Linked DNA regions of Pan troglodytes: regions 1 and 3 are each linked to region 2. Evidence: chromatin contacts called from public HiChIP or PLAC-seq data. All regions are on one chromosome and are shown on one strand. The core of a region is the stretch at or near the end of the contact, and the rest is flanking DNA. Distances in the headings are between cores, read along the strand shown.

Evidence for each region. HiChIP or PLAC-seq counts read pairs in DNA pulled down with a chosen protein or histone mark.
Region 1: a contact with region 2 is called in an H3K4me3 HiChIP or PLAC-seq map of stem cell-derived excitatory neurons, with 3 times the contacts expected there. The contact joins the promoter of RAB5A here to the promoter of SGO1 in region 2. A contact is called at or near these places in 1 of 7 Hi-C or Micro-C datasets (stem cell-derived neural progenitor cells) and 1 of 1 datasets of contacts at active chromatin or transcription factors (stem cell-derived excitatory neurons).
Region 3: an H3K4me3 HiChIP or PLAC-seq map of stem cell-derived excitatory neurons shows a contact between it and region 2, with 3 times the contacts expected there. The contact joins the promoter of KAT2B here to the promoter of SGO1 in region 2. A contact is called at or near these places in 1 of 7 Hi-C or Micro-C datasets (stem cell-derived neural progenitor cells) and 1 of 1 datasets of contacts at active chromatin or transcription factors (stem cell-derived excitatory neurons).

The regions. Positions count from the first base shown.
Region 1 is chr2:23,941,144-23,944,499 of NHGRI_mPanTro3-v2.0_pri, forward strand. RAB5A (RAB5A, member RAS oncogene family) reads left to right here and starts at 1,827. Exons shown (of 6, transcript XM_016940563.4): 1 at 1,827-2,326. It overlaps EFHB (EF-hand domain family member B), which reads right to left and starts at 1,793. Exons shown (of 15, transcript XM_054680429.2): 1 at 1,730-1,793.
Region 2 is chr2:24,172,445-24,175,968 of NHGRI_mPanTro3-v2.0_pri, forward strand. SGO1 (shugoshin 1) reads right to left here and starts at 1,623. Exons shown (of 8, transcript XM_063805526.1): 1 at 683-1,623.
Region 3 is chr2:24,032,540-24,035,634 of NHGRI_mPanTro3-v2.0_pri, forward strand. It overlaps KAT2B (lysine acetyltransferase 2B), which reads left to right and starts at 1,522. Exons shown (of 17, transcript XM_016940564.4): 1 at 1,522-1,903. The coding sequence starts at 1,601.

The DNA.
Region 1 (3,356 bases), core at 577-3,076, 230 kb before region 2:
CAGGCAATATTCAGGGAACACAGACTAGATACGTCTGATCAGGGAACAAATAAAGAGTATGGGGAGAGGAATTCTATAGAAATAGAATGAAAGAAACTTGGGTTGGGACTAGAGTTAAAGAACTTTAGACTGTCAAGTAATGACATAGCATTGAACATTTTTTAGTAGAGTGGCTAAAGTATAAAGAATGGACAGAAAGAGCAGCAGTATGCATTAATTTCAGTTTATATAAACACTACCATGGACCAGGAGTTGGGATTAGACTTCAAATTTGGGGATTAGATAATTTGTTGATAGAATGGACAATGGTTTGTGAGGAGAAGAAAGAGGTGAAGCTGATTCTGCAGTTCCAAGTCTGGGTGACTGGGAGGATGTTAATGCCAGTCTCTAAGCAGAAGCAGGTTTGGAGTGGAATAGGTTTGGTTTTGGGCATACTGTTGACATGACAAAACTGATGTCACATATCCTATTTCCTGACTCCTCCTGGGATTGTCCCAGAGCTATTACCATGATTAATAGTCCATATTGAACAACTCCTTGAGAATAAAATACCACAGGTATCATTTACGTATGACACATTACGTTCTTCTGGCAACTAGGTAGTTGATCTGAAAGACGGGCTGTTCAAAGTTCAAATCATCTTAATTGCACAATGCCGCCGACTGTACGCCCATAAGATACCTTAACCCGGTACACTTCAAAGACAATATTCTCGCCCTTACAACAGAGCTATACATTGTAAACTGCAAACTGAAAAGTAGCCTTTATTCTGAAGGAAAATCAATTTAATATTCTTCCACCAAATTATCAATTTTTTTGGCGGAGGCTGGGGAGGGGGTGGTGGCTGAAGCCTCGCCAGAGACTGACTGTGGTGTGGGATTCAACTAAAGCAGCACATCTTCAGTAGGTCCCCCCTGGAGGGTAACGAACGTCTTGGGTTGTCTTTCACCAGAATTGTGTTCAACAACTCACGTTCTGGAGCCAACCCGCCGCAGATCAGAATCCAGCTTCTGCACCACACAGCCGTGATCTCGGACAAGTTACTCAATCACTTGTGTCTCAAATTCTTTACCTATAAAACATCTACAACTACAACTGAAGACTTGGCTGCCAGGCACTGGGCTAGACATAGATTTACAGCGGTGAGGACCACCAAGGGGAGCTAAAATTCGAATGTAGGGAACAGACGATTAACAAGTTAGTTTCAGAATGAAAGACGAGTGTAAGAATTCGATGGGATAATTCCTGTAAAGCGTTTAGTACAGTAAAGAGCGAAGGGAAATTCTGAATAAAAGGTAGACACTATTTTAGGATTTGGCCTTCCCCGCCCCCTACCAAAACCACGTAAACTCTTAACAGAAGCGACTTATTATTGTCAGGCGCCTAAAGGCGGCTTTTGGGATAGGGAGAGTCCTTTCTTCCTCCTTGGGGTAAATGCGATTTAGCAGCCTTTACCGACCTACCCAACCCCAGGGCCATTTTGTGGGAGGAGGTTCTCTCGTGCTAGACAAGTTCCCTCTAATAAAGCCCCTTAGCCGAGATGCCAGGATTGGGGTGAGGGAACCTCGCCGCTCCCACAAGGGCTGGGCACAAAAAACAAAAAAACACAAGTTATTTTGATCTTCCCCCAAAGAATAGTAAAGGAATTTCCCCCGACCCCGGCCGCCGGGAGCCCAGAGACCCCCAGCCGAAATAACAATGGCGCTGGAGAGGGCATGGCCGCGCGTACCTGGGGTGGGGGAAGGGGAGAAAGGCGGCCAGTTCGGATCTGAGCCACTCGCAGGGTCACGTGATATCCTGCCTCGCCCCGCCCCGCGAACAAACTTAGGCGGGGAGGGATTCGGGAAGGGGCGGGGAAGCGGAAGGAGCGGGCGGACTGGCGATGATGGGAAGTGACGAAGTGGCGCAGTTCGCTGCGTGCAGCGACGTGGCGGCGGGGCCGGCACCGGGCAGCGGAAGTGGCTCCGGCGGTGGGACTTGAGTGTTTGTGTTTTGGTTCGTGAAGGAGCCGGCGGCTGGCCTTAGGGGAGGAGGCAGAGGGAGGAGGAGGAGGAAGAATTAGTCGGAACTCCAGCGCCGGCGGCGGCGGCGGAGGAGGAGAAAGGAAAGAGGAAGGCGGAGCGGCGAGAGGCGGAGACGGAGCCCGACAGGGGCGGCACCACGGCACGAGCCCCGCACAGTCCAGTGTGAGGGGAGCGGCGCGAAGAGCAGGCGACGCCGCCGCCGCCACCACCACCGCCATAGATACACTCTCATCCTACGGGCCACGCCTGGGCCTTGCTGCCAGGAAGCTTCGGCCCCGCAGCTCCGCTTGCTGCGGTCTCAGGTAACCGAACCGAACCGCCCCTCCCCCTGCGCAGCGGGGGCCTGGACCCCAGGTTATCCGCGGTCCCCAGCCTGTCCGCGGCCCTGCCGGTACTGAGACCCCCCACCCCTTCTCCCTCACGCGCAGCAGTGCCCTGGACCAGAGAACTATCGAACCCGGCGTCTTGTTCTGCCAGCCCTGGTGACTCATCCTCAAGGGGCTCTGGAGACCGGGATTTGGGGCCTGACTGAGGGAGCGACGGGTGTCACCCTTTCCCTTCTCAAGATGGCGCCGTGGAAAGTGTACTGGAGGCCGCGGTTCCGCCTGGTCCCTGTCCTGGCAGTCCTGGGGGTCTCGGTCAAAGCAAATCAGGTTCGGGGGAGGAGGTTGGAAAGGCCAAGGGACCTGGCGAGTGCTGCTTATCCAGGCGATCTGTAGTTGGCTATTAGCTACTCAGGTGCGAGACAAGCAGGAACCTGGGCCTACTGCAGGTGTCAATGTGGGGAGCTCCGCCTACCTTCAACTTCCAAAGATGAGTAGTGTCGGTGGGTGGGAGGCTCGTCAAAATAGGCTGTCTAGAGACTTGTTTTCTGTTTGGAAGGTAGTGAACTACAGCGTTAAATAAATTCAAGATAACAGGACCGCTGAACTCCTTCACTGGGTAGAGACCATGGAACTTGCTCTGGCGTTATCTTCCCTGGAAGCTGCTTACCTCTGAGACTTTCAAACTTGTTAAGTTCTGAACGTCGTAGTTCACATACTTGGTTTTTGTCTTGCTTAAATGGAATCAAAGCGTTCAATCAGTTGCCTTTCACATAATAAGAAAAAAACACTTGTACACCTCTGGGAATACTCAAGACTGCTCATAAACTTTATTCCTAAAGTAAAATGGAAGTGATAACTCAGCATTTGTATAAACAAAGTACATGGAACAGTGCCTGGCACAAAATAAGTGCCCAGGTCAATTTTTTGATCAAAGAACCCTTAGAAGGATTTTAACTATAGAATGAATAACAGTTATTTTCAAAAGATTACAAATGTATATTATGCA
Region 2 (3,524 bases), core at 373-2,872:
TCTGAAAGTGTGGCTAAAAGTTAGGGCTGTTAACTCCCAGTAAATTATGAACATAACAAATCAGACATTAAATATTGTTGTACATACAGTTAAACGTTGAGTATTAAATACATAACTATACTTAATCTTTCAACGTTGCAAATCAGGTAGGCTTTAGCATGCTACTAAACATGTCAAACCACTTTTCACAAACATCTTTTACTCTAGATTGCACTTTGCAGATCTTAAAATTGCAAAAAAAAAAAAAAAAAGACTTGTTTCCAATAACAATCTATGCACAGAATTTTCACTACAAAGGATATCTTCATCTCCTCTATGATAGTCAAATATTTTCCTAAACCTTACACTTAATCTTGAGTATTTCCTCCAGGCCTTATTTTCCTCTATGCAGTGTCTGGAATCTTAAATATAGGTATTGTAGATACCACTTAAGAACTTTCTTTCTACCAAGGTATATACAATATATACTGGGAGGTTCCTAGCAGAGATAGGGTAGCTATTTTTAAAAGCACGAACGGTAAAGGGGTTGTTTTACACAACTAAGTTAGAATTGGAGATGTTTGAGAGTCATACAGATTAAGTAACGGATCTAGTTTAGTTAAGGTATTTTAAAGGCAAAGCCTTATCTAAAAAGCTTTCGTTATTACTTTTAATCAAGTTAAAAATCACAAAAGAAACTTGCCATATCAAAAGTTTTATATCCTGTCTAAATAAGGCGATGGTTATTAGCAGGGGGTGTGGTAGACAGAAGGGATGAAAGCAAAGACAGACCACAGCGTGAGATGACGGCCTCAATCTGTACAGTACTCGTGTAAGCGCTCTGGATTTAAAGAACCTAGCATATTTGATCTCCGTCCATAATTCTCCAATTAGTCCTGCTGCGAAGACAGCCAGGTAGGATACTAGTCAGTGCCGGCCTCTCCAGGGTAAGTGAGGAAGAGAATGGCCTGGACAAGGAAGACGTCAACGGTATCACGCTGCACAAAGAACTGCTGTCAATTTTCTTGTGTCCTTACGTTGAGCCAGGCTTTTAGCTATTGTAAAAGCTTTATTTGCACATCACTTAATCTACACAATTTTGCAAAGTAGGAAATTAGGGTCTCCATGGAAGCCGGAACATCTGAAAGCGCAGATCGAGTGGCTGAACGGCGAAAAGCGCGGCGAGTGGGACTCCACAGCCCGAGCTTTCGGCCACCGAATTTAGAACGATACTGAAAACCGAAGGGAAGTCAAACAGGGATCACTACGCCGTTGTTTCGCACCTTAAAACCTACTTCTTCCTCTTTCAGGGACTCCAGGAAGGCGAGGGGAGGTGGGGCTGGCGGAAGTGGACGCGGCGACCCTCCTGCCGCAGGCGCGTCCAGAACGATACCTTGGCCACTACTTCTGCAACAGCTATCTTCCTCCTCCTCACATTTCAAGGCTCTTCGAAGCTCTCCAGCCACGGCTAGCCCCGCGCACTGGGCCCTCCAGGACCGTACCACCGTCCGCCGTCGCCTGGAACTACCGCCGCCACATTCGAAATTTTCCGCCTCGCTCCTCCATTGGTTGGCTGGGAGGCGGTCACGTGGCGCAGGATGCACCCAACACCACCGTCGCAGGCAGAGTCCCGCCCCGCCAGGCGGCGTCACGTGACGCACATTCGCTCAAGTCCACATCCGGGCATCCACCCGGCCCTGGGGAGGAGCCTGCGGTCGGGTCTCGGCGACCCGCCGGGACTTTCTAATCAGAGTCGTGGGGATTTTACGGGTGGAGTTACTCCGAAACCTTTAAGGCCGAGTGTGATAGGTAGTTCAAAGCTTCCTGTTTCTTCAGTCTGACAGCTTCAAATGTCCCGGGTTGTGCTCAAAGCCTCCCTCTTGTGAGAAGAATCTCTTTGGTTGCCTGTTAAAGCGGTCAGCCAGCTTGCAACACGGAAGCAGCTTTTAGAGGAATTAAAACCAAAACAAGGAGCAAATTCTGGATTAAAAAGGTATTAGGGAAACTGCAGCTACCTGAAAATTCTAGCTCCATGTTTCTCTTTGCCGGCTATCTCTGGCTCTTTAATTCTTCTCGAGAAATGGCACCAACATCCATCCAGTTACCGACTAGAAGCCTGAGAAATCGTCCTTAATGATTATTTATCCTCTCTTAACCTTTGCCCGTCCAGTCGGTCACACGATCTTCTCAACTCTACTTTCCAAGTTTCTCTCATGCCCATCTTTTTCCCCCCAATCTAGCTTCCAGCCTAATCTCATTCCCTAAATTGCACTAGTACCCACTCTGACCGCAGACTCCACTCCCTATATTCTTCATAGATTAATATTTTTACAAAACAAGTATCAAATAGGAAACTTTACAATGGCTCCCTATTGCATTTGAGGTGAATTTCAAACTCCTTTAAGATATTTTGTCCTTAAAGAGCCCCATGATTCCTGGTTCCATCACATGTACATTTTCTTTAATTTTCTTAAAGTTCTTGCCACTTTTGCCAATGCTGTTCTGTCAAGAACATTCTTTCCCTTGGCCGAACTTACTCCTATGTATACTGAAGTTTCACTGTACAGATGAATTCTTCCAGAAAGACTTATCTACCCCTAAAGCCCCTGAGTATCTGCTTTACACTTTCTTAGTGCCCTGCATTTTCCCCTTGGTATTCCTTGTGACACTGACTTGTCGTTCATTGCCTGTTTCTTGAAGTTGAATAAGGGCAGGAACTACATCTGCTTTGTTCATAGCTACATTGTCAGCATCTCGTTGCAATTTGAAGTAAGTAGTAAATATTCACTGGGACAATAAAGGAACAAATAAGTGAAAACGAAACAAATGTTTTGAATCTAGGCATTCTTTATGAAGGTGTGTTGTTGTTTTTTAAAGGTAGCTAACACATGCTTGCTCTAGTCTGGGTACCCATCCTGGCTTGAGTGGAAGAGGCTGAAACACCCTTCTCCAGCCAACAACTCCCTCGTTTTCCAAGTTAACCAGACCAACTCCATTAACCCTCAGTTTACTGCCACTGGGCAATGTGGCTTATATGTGTAGAAGCATCAAGAAGGAATGGGCAGAGAGGTTTTTTGTTGTTTGAGGTCAGAAAATTATGAAGTGGAACATGAGAGCAGAGAGAAGGGCCAGCTTCATGAGCAGGCAACCGGTACTTAGAAGGGCTGTACATTTGGTTTAATGCTCTGCTGTTGCCGTCTTGAAATGCTTAGGAGTTTATATTTGAACTTATGTTTTGTAAGTGATGTCTGATGAGACAATGGAGCAATCTTGTGAGCAGATGTGATTCATGCAATGTGTGTGTCTGTCACTGTTTCTTGCCCCATGTCATACAATGTTCAGGATGCGCACTAAATGGCCTCCATGAACCACTTATTTTGTAGTTAGGGACCTAAGTACAAAGTGCTCAGAAGGGCTCACCCTTGCCCTCTTGAAATTATTATTATTTTCTTTGAGACGGAGTTTTGCTGTGTCTCCCAGGTTGGAGTGCAGTGACATCATCTTAGCTCACTGCAACCTCTGCCTCCCAGGTTCAAGCAGTTCTC
Region 3 (3,095 bases), core at 272-2,771, 140 kb before region 2:
TTTGCCCTGTCTAAACTAATATCACTGTTTAGATCTACAAACTCCCCCACCTCCCAATGTTTATATATTAACCTGCATTACAAGTCAAAATAACACAGAGAATCTGGAAAAAGAAGAAGGGGAATGTTTCCAACGAAAAGCACACCCCTTAAGGCGTCTGGCCTGAGAGCTATACAGCATGCATAAAATCTGATAATAAGCACATTATGACCCACATTGCATATAACAAAAAGTAGGGCACTTCTGAAGGGTCCTGAGAAACAGCCCTGGGCTTTTAAAACCTGCGTTAGGAAGGCGATCAACGGTACACCACTTTCAAACGCAGCACTGACTTGTATGCTTCACAGTCATCAACAGTGAAAACAACAGTTTTCAACAAGAGTTGGAAACACTGAGTTGAGGGTTTTTTTTTTCTTTTTAAAGTTTGAGGCCAAAATCGATATTTATTCTTTTGAATTATGCTTATATCTTTTTCCTGGTTAATACGCACGCTGGTGGCACAATTTTGAAAACTACGTAACGTTATAGAACCACCACCCAGAAACGAATCCTGTTAACAAACTTTTTGTATTCAAACTTTTTCCACTGCATAGTTTTTGACAATGCTTTTTAGACAATCTTTCTTTTAGCAACCAGCACTTTCAAACAAAAATTAGAGAGAATAGTAAGTTTTTTTCCCCTCCTCCGGCAGATTTGACCCAGAAATTGCTATGGGAAGAAAGTGTTAATTATATTCAAAAATAGTTTGACAGAAAGTATTTAAAAAGAGAAAGGGAGAACATCACGTCTTTATTTTGGTGAATTAGCAACAAAGAAAAGGATTAGCATGGACGGGTACTTTTCAAAAATATATATTTTTTTCCTCTGGCTCCCGCTAGGGTGGAGGAAGTTGTCTCTCTGTCAGAGACAGGGTGGAAGAGAGTGAAAGGACAAATGATTGAGAGGCTGCCCCCTCCCACTGGTGCAGGCGTGCGGGGGTCGGATGGGGGACCGCGGAGGGGGGAGGTGGCCAGCAGGTGCCTGGGCTCCAGGCCCCTACCCCCACCCTCGTCCCCACCCTCACCCACACCCAGGGATTGGCCTCGCCCCCTGGCGGGCGAGCGGTAGGTGTCGAGGCACTGGGGTGGGGGGTGCAAACCCCGCGGGCAGCGGAAAAGAGGCCGTGGGGGGCCTCCCAGCGCTGGCAGACACCGTGAGGCTGGCAGCCCCCGGCACGCACACCTAGTCCTCAGTCCCGAGGAACATGTCCGCAGCCAGGGCACGGAGCAGAGTCCCGGGCAGGAGAACCAAGGGAGGGCGTGTGCTGTGGCGGCGGCGGCAGCGGCAGCGGAGCCGCTAGTCCCCTCCCTCCTGGGGGAGCAGCTGCCGCCGCTGCCGCCGCCGCCACCACCATCAGCGCGCGGGGCCCGGCCAGAGCGAGCCGGGCGAGCGGCGCGCTAGGGGGAGGGCGGGGGCGGGGGCGGGGAGGGGGGTGGGCGAAGGGGGCGGGAGGGCGTGGGGGGAGGGTCTCGCTCTCCCGACTACCAGAGCCCGAGAGGGAGACCCTGGCGGCGGCGGCGGCGCCTGACACTCGGCGCCTCCTGCCGTGCTCCGGGGCGGCATGTCCGAGGCTGGCGGGGCCGGGCCGGGCGGCTGCGGGGCAGGAGCCGGGGCAGGGGCCGGGCCCGGGGCGCTGCCCCCGCAGCCTGCGGCGCTTCCGCCCGCGCCCCCGCAGGGCTCCCCCTGCGCCGCTGCCGCCGGGGGCTCGGGCGCCTGCGGTCCGGCGACGGCAGTGGCTGCAGCGGGCACGGCCGAAGGACCGGGAGGCGGTGGCTCGGCCCGAATCGCCGTGAAGAAAGCGCAACTACGCTCCGCTCCGCGGGCCAAGAAACTGGAGAAACTCGGAGTGTACTCCGCCTGCAAGGTACGCGCTCGCCGCTCTCGGACCGCGGATGGGTGCTAGGGGCCCAGCCCGCGGGACCCCCCTCCCCCTCCCGCTTCCACCTCCGCCTCCTGCCTCCTGCCTCTCGCCTCCCGCCTGGGGCCGCTGCACCGCGGAAGTACTCTTGTCGCCCGCGCCCAATTAGCTTCTTCTTGGATAAGAGTCCTGCTGGGTTTGAAGAAGGGGGATCACTAAGACGGAGAGCCCTTCATTCCTTCCGCTTGAAAGGAGTAGCTTCGGCATCCGAGCTCCTGGGCTACCTTGGGGTTTTGTTGCTCTGTAGGAGCTCGCTGGAGTCACTTTCCCGGGAGTGGAGCGGTGCTCTCCATGTGGCGGGTGACCCAGGGGCAAGGAAAAATCTTTTGGGGGACTGAGTGGTCCCTTCTGCAATCGATCCCTTCCTGTGTCCCACTGGGAGGAACTGGGTGCAAGGAGTGGGGGTGGAGAAGACTCCCGGACTCCTGGCGCTTTGGGAAAGCGAATGGGAGGAAAGCGCGGGGTGGGAAGGTGGGCAGAGTCCGAGGCGAGGGTCTTGTGGCGCCTGGCGCCCTCGGCTGGGGGCGGAGGCACTGCCGCGCGCGGTGACAGCCCTGTCATTATTGTATTATTACTTGTTTAGTTAAAACGCTGTCCCAGCTGCTCGAGGTGTAAACAGGATTTGGCAAAGTGACAGCCCAGCGCGGCGGGCGCTACTGCTCAGTTTGAGGACACCCATTTCTTGCTACCCACTCTCCATGCCAGTTTAGGCACCCTGTCACCCCCAGCTGCAGATCCAGATGTGGAGGCTGTGTTCCCGAGGTGGGAGGATTGCCCGAGGCCGCGGGGCAGGCTGGCCCTGCGCTGTCAGCAGCGGCTTTGTTTTGACAGGGTGACAGCTGAGGGGGGCGGGGACTTGGCCTTGTCAGCTCCTGCGGCCTGTGGCTGAGGCAGGGAAGAGACACACTCACACACACTCACACCTCCCTGTATTCTTCCTGCCTGCTGCAAAGAGGGTCAAGTTCCCAGATTCCAGATTCCCGATTGTCACAACCAAGCTGCAGTGACCACTTCTGAATTTTGACATAACTATAATTTATTCTACTAGAACATCTAGGTTATACTCTTCTTGGTACTTGCAGGAGCTTCTCAGTCACAATGGAATGTCTATGCTTGCTCTTTTTCCACACCATACGCT